Regions from separate parts of the Mus musculus genome. Here all the other regions are linked to region 2. A link is a contact called in public Hi-C and promoter capture Hi-C data. All regions are on one chromosome and are shown on one strand. Each heading gives the region's core, a stretch centred on a gene start, on an enhancer-like site or on the middle of the called end of the contact. The rest is flanking DNA. Distances are from core to core; before and after follow the strand shown.

Region 1 (2,700 bases), core at 134-2,633, 170 kb after region 2:
GGGAGACATGTGATTCTCTATACGCCTTTCTATATTTATGTTCTATCTTTTCAATTCACCCTTCACAGTTCATCCTCATTTCTTTAATTTTCAAGTTGATGAGACGCCCATCATTAGCTTCAAATGTAAATAAAGCTTAGGAGACACAATTTTACTTAATGCCTATCTTGAGTTCAAATTGAAATGTAGGAAATGTCCCTGTCATCTCTCCCCTCGTCCCCTCCTTTATCAAATAAGCTGTTAACATACACTCAAAAAAGACGAAAAAAAAATCCTTCATAGTAATGTTTACAGTGTGGCCACAAAGCATCACTATAAATGGTGCTCTGAGTGGAACTGAATCTTATAAACATTTATTCAAACTACAGCAACATTATTTGCGCTTATGAGGCTAAGTGCCTCTTATACACTGGTCTGTCACATGCATAGGAAAGTTACTTATGCTGATGCTGTCCCTCTGGAGAAGTTATACTCTACTGAGTATTACAATCCCACAGGTTTCACACACAAGCTCCAAAAGCAGTTGAGGAAACAATGTCTTCACTCAGAGTAGCTAATAAATTAATTAATAATAAATTAATGAAAAAATGAATGAGTAGAAGTTGTGGCAGCAGAGCTTCATGTCTTTTCTGCTGTGAGGATGGTCTTGTGACATCTTGTATCTTAATATCTATTGACTCTCACATGCTTGTTGATTCTAACAATGGGCCTTAGAATTGTCTACCTTTATTTAAAGGTGTATCCAGAAGGAATTTGATTTTCATTTTTTAGTGAGAACATTTTGAAAGACACTGTTAAGGTTAGATGTAAAAGCTTGGCATACTGACTCATGACTATAGTAATCCCAGCAACTAGGAGTCTGAGGCAGGAGAATTGCTGGGAATTCAAAGCCAGCCTGGGTTTGAATAGCAAGTCCCAGGTCTGTATGAGCTACAAAGAGTAAGACCCTGTTCTCAAGAGAAAAAAAAAAAAAAACTGTCCGGTGGGCAGGTGGAAGAAGCCTGCCTTTTCCTACCCACAGCAGGAACCACTATGAGCAACTATATGATGGAGAGATGAGAAAGAGAAGATGAAGAGTTTGTGCTCTGTGAAAAAAGGAAAAGGACGCACTGGAGACATGAGGGTGGTGAGGAACAGTCTGATATAAGTAGCCTTATATCACCTGCGGCCATGGTGATAAGCCAGCCTGTACTACCACTGAAAGCCATGTCTGGTTCCGTGGCCATGCAGAAACTGGGGTCTGGGTTAATGTCCATGGCCCATGTTATCACCAAAGGTCATGTGGAAGCCCCTGCTGCCTGAAGCCGTGTCGATGTCCAAGGGCTGTGCAGAGCTGGCCCACCCTTCACTTGCTGCAGTACTTGGGAGAGCTCCCCCTGGTGGTGCAGAGGTGCAGGAGAACCGGTAAGCTGTACCACCCGGGGCCCAGATCCAGGGCTTTGCATTGACTCCCCCCAACATCTATCCCATCTATGAACTGAACTGCTAGAGCACAGGAAGGAACTGGTACTATACATCCCAAGCTGCAGGATCTCCATGACACAAGACAATAACAGGATAACTTGAGATGTATCCCAGTGAGCATCCAGTATTGAGAGTATAGTAGAAACCCTGAACTAGACCGTGATTCAGTACAGTGAACATATGTAAGTAAAGTTGTTTAGGCAAATGGGTACACTGTGTGATACACAGTGACATACCACAGCTCCCAGGCAAGATGTTTGGGTTTTTTGTTTTGTTTGTTTGCTTGCTTGCTTGTTTTCTTTGGAGTGGGAGGTTGCAAAGGCAGAAGGCATATATGAAGGGGCAGGATTAGGGTGCATGATGGGAAATTAACAAAGAATCAAAAAAGTAGAGAAACAAACAGGAAAAAAGGAGACAAATGAAGTTGAACGGTTCTGTATAGAAATTCCTGTATACCATTTGGAACATAATGCTTATACCAACGATGCTTTTGTGCATCTATGATGGTGCTAGGAGCTTATGCATGCCAGACAAAGTCTAACTCTAGCTACATGCCCAACCTCTTTGTATCATTTTGAAAGTTAAAAATCAACAAAAATAACTTCTCCAAGACAATAATTACATTTATAAGCATATGTGGTTATTGAAAGAGAGAAAATAGAGATTCCCAAATATAGAGATAATCTCTTGCAAAAGGTGATTGTCCTAGTTTCATATCTGTTACTGTGATAAAACACCCTGGCAAAAAGGTGACTGAGTGGAAAAAGAGCTTATTTGGCTTACAATTCTAGATCACCTCAAATCATTTTGGGTAAATTAAGGCAAGAGACTGAGACATCTGATTATACCATATCAACAGTGAAGAGGAGAGAAGGAGAGAAAGAGAGAGAGACAGACAGACAGACAGACAGACAGACAGACCAATCCTGCCTGCTTGCTCACTAACTCATGGTCTAGCCTAGGGAATGGTGCCACCCACAGTGGGCTGGATCTTCTATCAATTAACAATCAAAACCATTTCCCAAAAATATAACCATAAGCCAATCTGATTAAAATAATTCCTTATTTGATGATCTCTTCTAAGGTGATTTTAGGTTATATCAAGTTGACAATTAAAACTAACCAGTAACTAATTTTTTTCCAAGTTTTTTTAAGTCTCCATGCTTACATTTAGACTCACCTATGAGGAAACAAGGCACAGAAGCATAGGGCACCTTTAAATAGATCGTCTTTATC
Region 2 (2,700 bases), core at 69-2,568:
GAAAGTCCTAGGTCAATCAAGCACTTCTCACATACACCAATGGAAACCTCAGAGGGTGAGTTACAGCAGAGCTGAGAGATCTCTTTTGTAGGTCTCCTAGGCTCCCTGACAATATTCTTTGCGCTTTTGTTTGTGGAAATCATTAGTGTTCTGTTAGTATGCTTCAAATGGTTTCATCTGATAGTCAAAAAGAATCTAGATTTAGAAACAAAGGTGGGAATGGAATGACAAATAAGGGACTAAATGATAGTCCAAGACGAATGGTAATTAAGCTCTGGATCTGCAACATTCCAACCCCTCCACAAACATGGACATCTTATCAGTTCATCAGCTTTGCAGAAGGTTCAGTTGAAGGTGTAATTTCTGAAAACTTTTGTTCAACGGGAAAAACACACCTTAATTATTAAGAAGGTTATTATCACTAACCCGAAATTCCATTCTGAGGAATAATGACAGCTGAAGCTGAAATGGGTCGAAAGAAAAGGAGTAACAAAGGTCAGAGGAGGGCTCAATGAGGCGCAAAAGTGGCATCAAGGGTCCAAAAAGCTCGCTAAGAGATCAACAAGCTGGAAGTGCCGTAAGTTAACTATGTAGAGGGTTAAAGGTGACACACTACGAAAATCTATATGTGGCATCTAGCCACACATATCTACAGATATTAGTCTGATAGGAGTCCGAAGATTCGACAACAGACATGCAATGGACTATTTCTTAAATTCACAAACTACCCAAGTTCCCTCAAGAAAAAAATAGATAATCTCAAGTCTTGCATCTGTTAAAAACTGATTTCATATGCAAAAAATCACCTCCATGCATAAACTCCATGCATAAATCTGACTGGGCCTCTGGCAAGTTGCATCAAACATCAAGGAAGAAATAATGCCAAATTTACATAAAGTCTTTCCGGCGTTTTCATTTTGACTTTCAAATGCATATAACACACCGGGAAGTTCTGACACTGTGTGAGGCTTTTTCCTCACGGTGACAAATAGCTGAAGGACACCATTTTAAAGAGGAATGATTTAGTTTTGCTCAGTTGCAGAGAATTTCATTCGTCACCCTTGGCTCCATTGCTTCAGGGTCTCTGGTGAGTCAAGGTGTCAAGGTAGGAGCTTCAGGGTCTGTGGATGAGTCAGGAAGGCATGGTAAAGGGCATTGTAGAGCAAAGCAGTCTCCTAGGAGTTAGGAAAAAGAAAGTAACAGGAGGAAGCCACAGACAAGAGTCAGGAAGGCATGGTAAAGGGCATTGTAGAGCAAAGCAGTCTCCTAGGAGTTAGGAAAAAGAAAGTAACAGGAGGAAGCCACAGACAAGAGGCTGCTTTCCCCGGTCACACACCCAGTAACCCACTTCCTCCAACTAGGCTCCATCTTCCACATTTCCTTCACCCCCCACCAATAGGCTATTCAGATTTTAAATCCATGAGTGGATTAACCCACTGACCTAGGTAAAACCATTAGGATTTACACATTTCTCCAAAGCTCCATTTCTGAATGTTTGCACTGGGGCCTAATTCTTTAATATACTTTAGATTCAAATATAACAGACAGCAAAACATGAACAAATGCTTTATAAGATGAATTATGGAGGTGGGAATGGTGGGTGCATGCCTGAGATCTAGCATGCAAAGTGACGAAGCAGTAGGGTGGCAAGTTTGAATAAATGACCCATCTGGGGGCTCCTGTCTGCAATCCTAGTACTTGGTAGGCTGAAGCAAAGGATTACAGCAAGGTAAAGGCCAATCTGGCCTATAGAGAGAATTCCAGATAAGCCTGGGATTGGCCTACAGTCAGACACTATTGAAAGAAAGAGATGGAGAAAGGAAGGGATGGAAGAAAAAGAGGAAGGCAGGGAAGCAAGGAAGGAGTCAGGAAAGCAAGGAGGAGGCAGGGAGGAAGAGAGGGACATCTCCTTCCTCCTGGGATCAAGAGAAGGACTAGGAAATCCACTCTTGCCTACCTGTGGCTGCTCAAATGAGAAAATCTAAATAAAAGGTACCCAACTATCTCCTCCTGAAGTTAACATGATATAGAATCATCTATAGAATCTCAAGGGCTATGCCTAAAAAGAGCATAGCACAAAGGATCCAGTCAGTAAAAAGGGTTCAGGCTACAGCACTAATATGTACAAATCAGTTTTATTAATTTCTCTTAGTACCCTGCAATAAGAAACTAAAACAAAAAACAAAGATCATGACGGACAGTGTTTTGGAGATCGAGACACTGTGAACTACTGAGGAAATTAAAAGGGATGTAAGTGGATAAAAAAAATCCACACGTGTGTAGGAGGCACAGCCTAGAGTAAGCATTGGAGACACCATAACTGTTGAGCAAGGTCTGCCTTCTTCAACTGAAAGAAGACTAATGCCTCATCACCTGGAATGCTGTGTGAATGGGGTTAAACAACCTGGCGATCCTTTGCTGTATTAGGAGCGGGGTCTCCACCTGAATTTCCCCAAATCCTGAAAATTGTTTAGTCCCTAATCGTGGACTTTGTCTCTTAGTGAACAGAACTCCTTCTTGGGGAGGAAGTCCAATGTACTTTGCATCCTGCATCGATAGATTCCATCTTTATGGATTATTTACAAATCCTTCCTAGTTCTGAGTACTGTTTGCCACTCAATAGAACTTATTCTTATAGAAAAGTTCTCAGATACTTTGCTATAGTGGTGTATTTTGCAAGGGAATTTTGATGTAGCCATC
Region 3 (2,700 bases), core at 201-2,700, 210 kb after region 2:
GTAAGTCCCCAGTGACTTCCAGGCAATCTAATCTATACAATATGGTATCTGATTTGGCGTGGCTTTACCTTTTTACCTAAGATCTCTACACTGCCTGCCTATTCATTACACCATATTTTAGTTACTTTGCTGGCTGCTCCATAAGCTACCTTTAGGTAACCACACTAGATCATGCTTCCTTTTGCCCAGCTCCTCTGTGATCTACACAGTTAAAACAATTTCTGTATACTCTTAAACGTAAACCAACATGTTATTCTAGATTGACTCTCAGTTCTTCAGACCAGCATTCCGATTATTCACATTAAAATTTCCAACTCCGTAACTGTATGCCCGAAGTACAGTTGAACATATGTTACGCAATGCTCGAAATATTCAGCCATGTACAGTACACAAAATCTACATTAAGGTTTGCTATATTTTGGGTACACATTTTAACAAAACAGTTAAAAACAATATCTTAGAAAAAATCAAAATGAAAATGGAGGGAAAAAAAAACTCCCCCAAAACGTTGGGAACACGAGGAAGGATAAACTGTCCTATTGGTTGAGTAGTACGGAAGGAAATAAAGTCAGAGAGAAATTCAGAGCTAAGCATGTGGCCTCTGAGCAAAAGCACTACCTCGAGAAAACTCAACTTCACAGGAAGTCAAAAAAGGAGGGAGTAAAAGAATTGCGGGAAGTAGAGTGCAGACCCGCGTAGACGGTTATCTGTGGAGGTCCGGAAGAGGTGCCCACATACGAAAGGTGAAAGTTCTGCTTTTGGGAAACTAGAATCTCGAGTTTCTGGGCGGCTGGAGCCTCAGACACCACCCGGGGAAACACACGCCCTAGACCGGCTGCTCCGCAGGACCGACAGCCTGAGCGATGCACCTGACCACACTGGAGACAGGGAGGCTCCGCAGGGAAGGGACAGTGGAAAGGACAAGAGAAGCGCGGAGGAGATGATGAGGGAGGGAGACAGGGAAGGAGGACGCTCGAGGCAATTCAAGTGTCCGAGTCCCAAGTCCGGAGAACACAGCAGTGCACAGGCAGAGGGACTCCTTCCCCTCGTGGTGTGGCTCCCAAGATCACTGCGGAGACGCGGCCGCCCCGGGCCGAGGACGCGGCAGAAGCCCTACTTTCCACACACGCCGACTCCAGTCCCTGAAGTCACTTCTCCGACGCCGGGCGTCGGTGGCGGCAGGTGACCGCCTGGCCCAACGCGGGCCTCCTCCCGGAACCCCCGGCCCAGGACGGTCCCCCTGGTGCTCACCGAATCCTTTAATGAGCTCGGTGAAGACCCCGGGGTCGCTTTCCATGAGACACCACTCCCCGGCATTGCTCGACATGGTCCCCGACCACACACACACCGCCCCGCTTCCACCTCGCGCTCTCCGGAGCCCCGCAGCACAAGCTGCCACCGGCCGCAGACCTCAGCAAAACCCGCCGCCGAGCGTCAACCCCACGTCACCCCGCCTACTTCCCGACAGCCTCCGGGCGCCGTCACCTGCCGCGCGCCGGAGCACAGAAGGACGCTCTAGCCACCCGGGAGACGTCGAAACGCCTCTCCTGCCTCTCAGGATCCGTAGCGCCCTCTGCCGGGCCGGAGAAGTAGCGGGGCCTCGGAGCGCCGGAGGGAGGCACATCCGGGACCCTTGGCACCCCAGAGCTGGGGCGGGGCGATGGAAGGGGCGGGGCTCGAGACGGGGCGGGGCGGGGCTCGCTCCGACCCGAACCTGGAGCTGTCCTCGCCCTTTCGGGCCGCCTCCTATTCCTGGTGCGACGCAGGCTTTCTGTAGGCGCCGCGGGTCCTGAGCATCACCTTCCAGGTAAAGGTGGGTCACTGCAGGCCTGCTGCGGGCCGGGGAACCGCGTTTTGGGCAGTCCCAGCGATCCTGGGCACTTGAGGGCTGGCCGGTGCGCACTCTCTTCCAGCCGCATCCCAGCGTCAGAGGCCAGGCAAAGCCTTCGCCGCCTCTGTGCTCCGGCACCCGCCGGAGGAGAGCATGGACCGACTTCGCATCTGAACATTTCGAACCTGGCCTAGTTGCTCCGGGAGGATGGAATCTTGGGGAACTCAGGTCAACTCTCCCACTTGCAAAGCTCCTGGCGAGCGAACGTGCCAAGGCCCCTTTTCACTCTTTTCTCTCTTCCTGCGGCTTTGGCATAGAGGCGTTGTCTCGGATACCGGTTTGGGAAGGAGCTTTGTGGGAAGACCGAAAGGAAATTATCTTAGAGGAATAATAATCAAGGAAGGGAGAAAGATTTCTCGTCCAAGGGATGAGAGACTCATGTATCGGGATGAAGTGCCTTACGGAAAAATGCGCACCATCCCTCTCCCGCCACCCCTCCCCCCTTAATAGTGCATTATTTTAAAAACACTTGAAATGGTTTTGATGAATAGAACAAAAAATAGCTATTTGTAATTAATACTTATCATTCTTCGGAGGTGGTTTTATTCATCATTTCATAAAAGTATGTTCCAAGGAAGGCTTTTGGCTTCCACAGGAAAAATTTTTGCTCAGAGCATCCTACCATGGTGACATCTTGCCACAGTTCCTCAATACTTTTCATTGCATCGCCCTTAATGGAGTTGATATTTTCATTACCTTTGTGTATGGCATATCCATTTGAACCTGGGATCCTGGCTTTGTAAAGTATTATAGCTTCATTACTGTAAAATTAGCCTTGGCTTTTATTTTTAAAGAAACTGCGTATTTGC

What was found. Promoter capture Hi-C pulls out the DNA fragments that hold promoters and counts their contacts. Hi-C and Micro-C count contacts between places; a contact is called where the count stands out from the background.
Region 1: a contact with region 2 is called in a Hi-C map of bone marrow-derived macrophages, with 36 read pairs. The contact joins two enhancer-like sites. A contact is called at or near these places in 2 of 15 datasets of contacts at CTCF or cohesin (the NIH/3T3 cell line and large pre-B cells), 18 of 484 Hi-C or Micro-C datasets (the HPC-5 cell line, LSK cells, the STO cell line and 11 more) and 3 of 115 datasets of contacts at active chromatin or transcription factors (the HPC-7 cell line, bone marrow-derived dendritic cells and microglia).
Region 3: a promoter capture Hi-C map of pre-B cells shows a contact between it and region 2. The contact joins the promoter of Uchl5 here to the enhancer-like site in region 2. A contact is called at or near these places in 8 of 39 promoter capture datasets (3T3-L1-derived adipocytes, the C10 cell line, cranial neural crest and 5 more), 11 of 115 datasets of contacts at active chromatin or transcription factors (the 230-238 cell line, CD8 T cells, bone marrow-derived macrophages and 8 more) and 3 of 9 other capture datasets (adipose tissue, liver and pancreatic islet).

Annotation. Positions count from the first base shown.
Region 1 is chr1:143,812,789-143,815,488 of GRCm38.p6, reverse strand. No RefSeq gene overlaps it. Among named protein-coding and RNA genes, the nearest start is that of Uchl5, 37 kb to the right of the region's middle. Within about 2 kb of position 1,383, at least 34 of the 459 cell types and tissues checked have an H3K27ac peak or open chromatin away from gene starts, as enhancers often do. A contact at or near this core is called in bone marrow-derived macrophages and microglia, where this site is marked.
Region 2 is chr1:143,983,774-143,986,473 of GRCm38.p6, reverse strand. All of the region lies in intron 2 of Gm41964 (a long non-coding RNA gene), which reads right to left. Among named protein-coding and RNA genes, the nearest start is that of Rgs2, 19 kb to the left of the region's middle. Within about 2 kb of position 1,318, at least 19 of the 459 cell types and tissues checked have an H3K27ac peak or open chromatin away from gene starts, as enhancers often do. A contact at or near this core is called in bone marrow-derived macrophages, microglia and pre-B cells, where this site is marked.
Region 3 is chr1:143,776,028-143,778,727 of GRCm38.p6, reverse strand. It overlaps Uchl5 (ubiquitin carboxyl-terminal esterase L5), which reads right to left and starts at 1,450. Exons shown (of 11, transcript NM_019562.2): 1 at 1,252-1,450. The coding sequence starts at 1,327. Ro60 (Ro60, Y RNA binding protein) reads left to right here and starts at 1,677. Exons shown (of 9, transcript NM_013835.2): 1 at 1,677-1,807.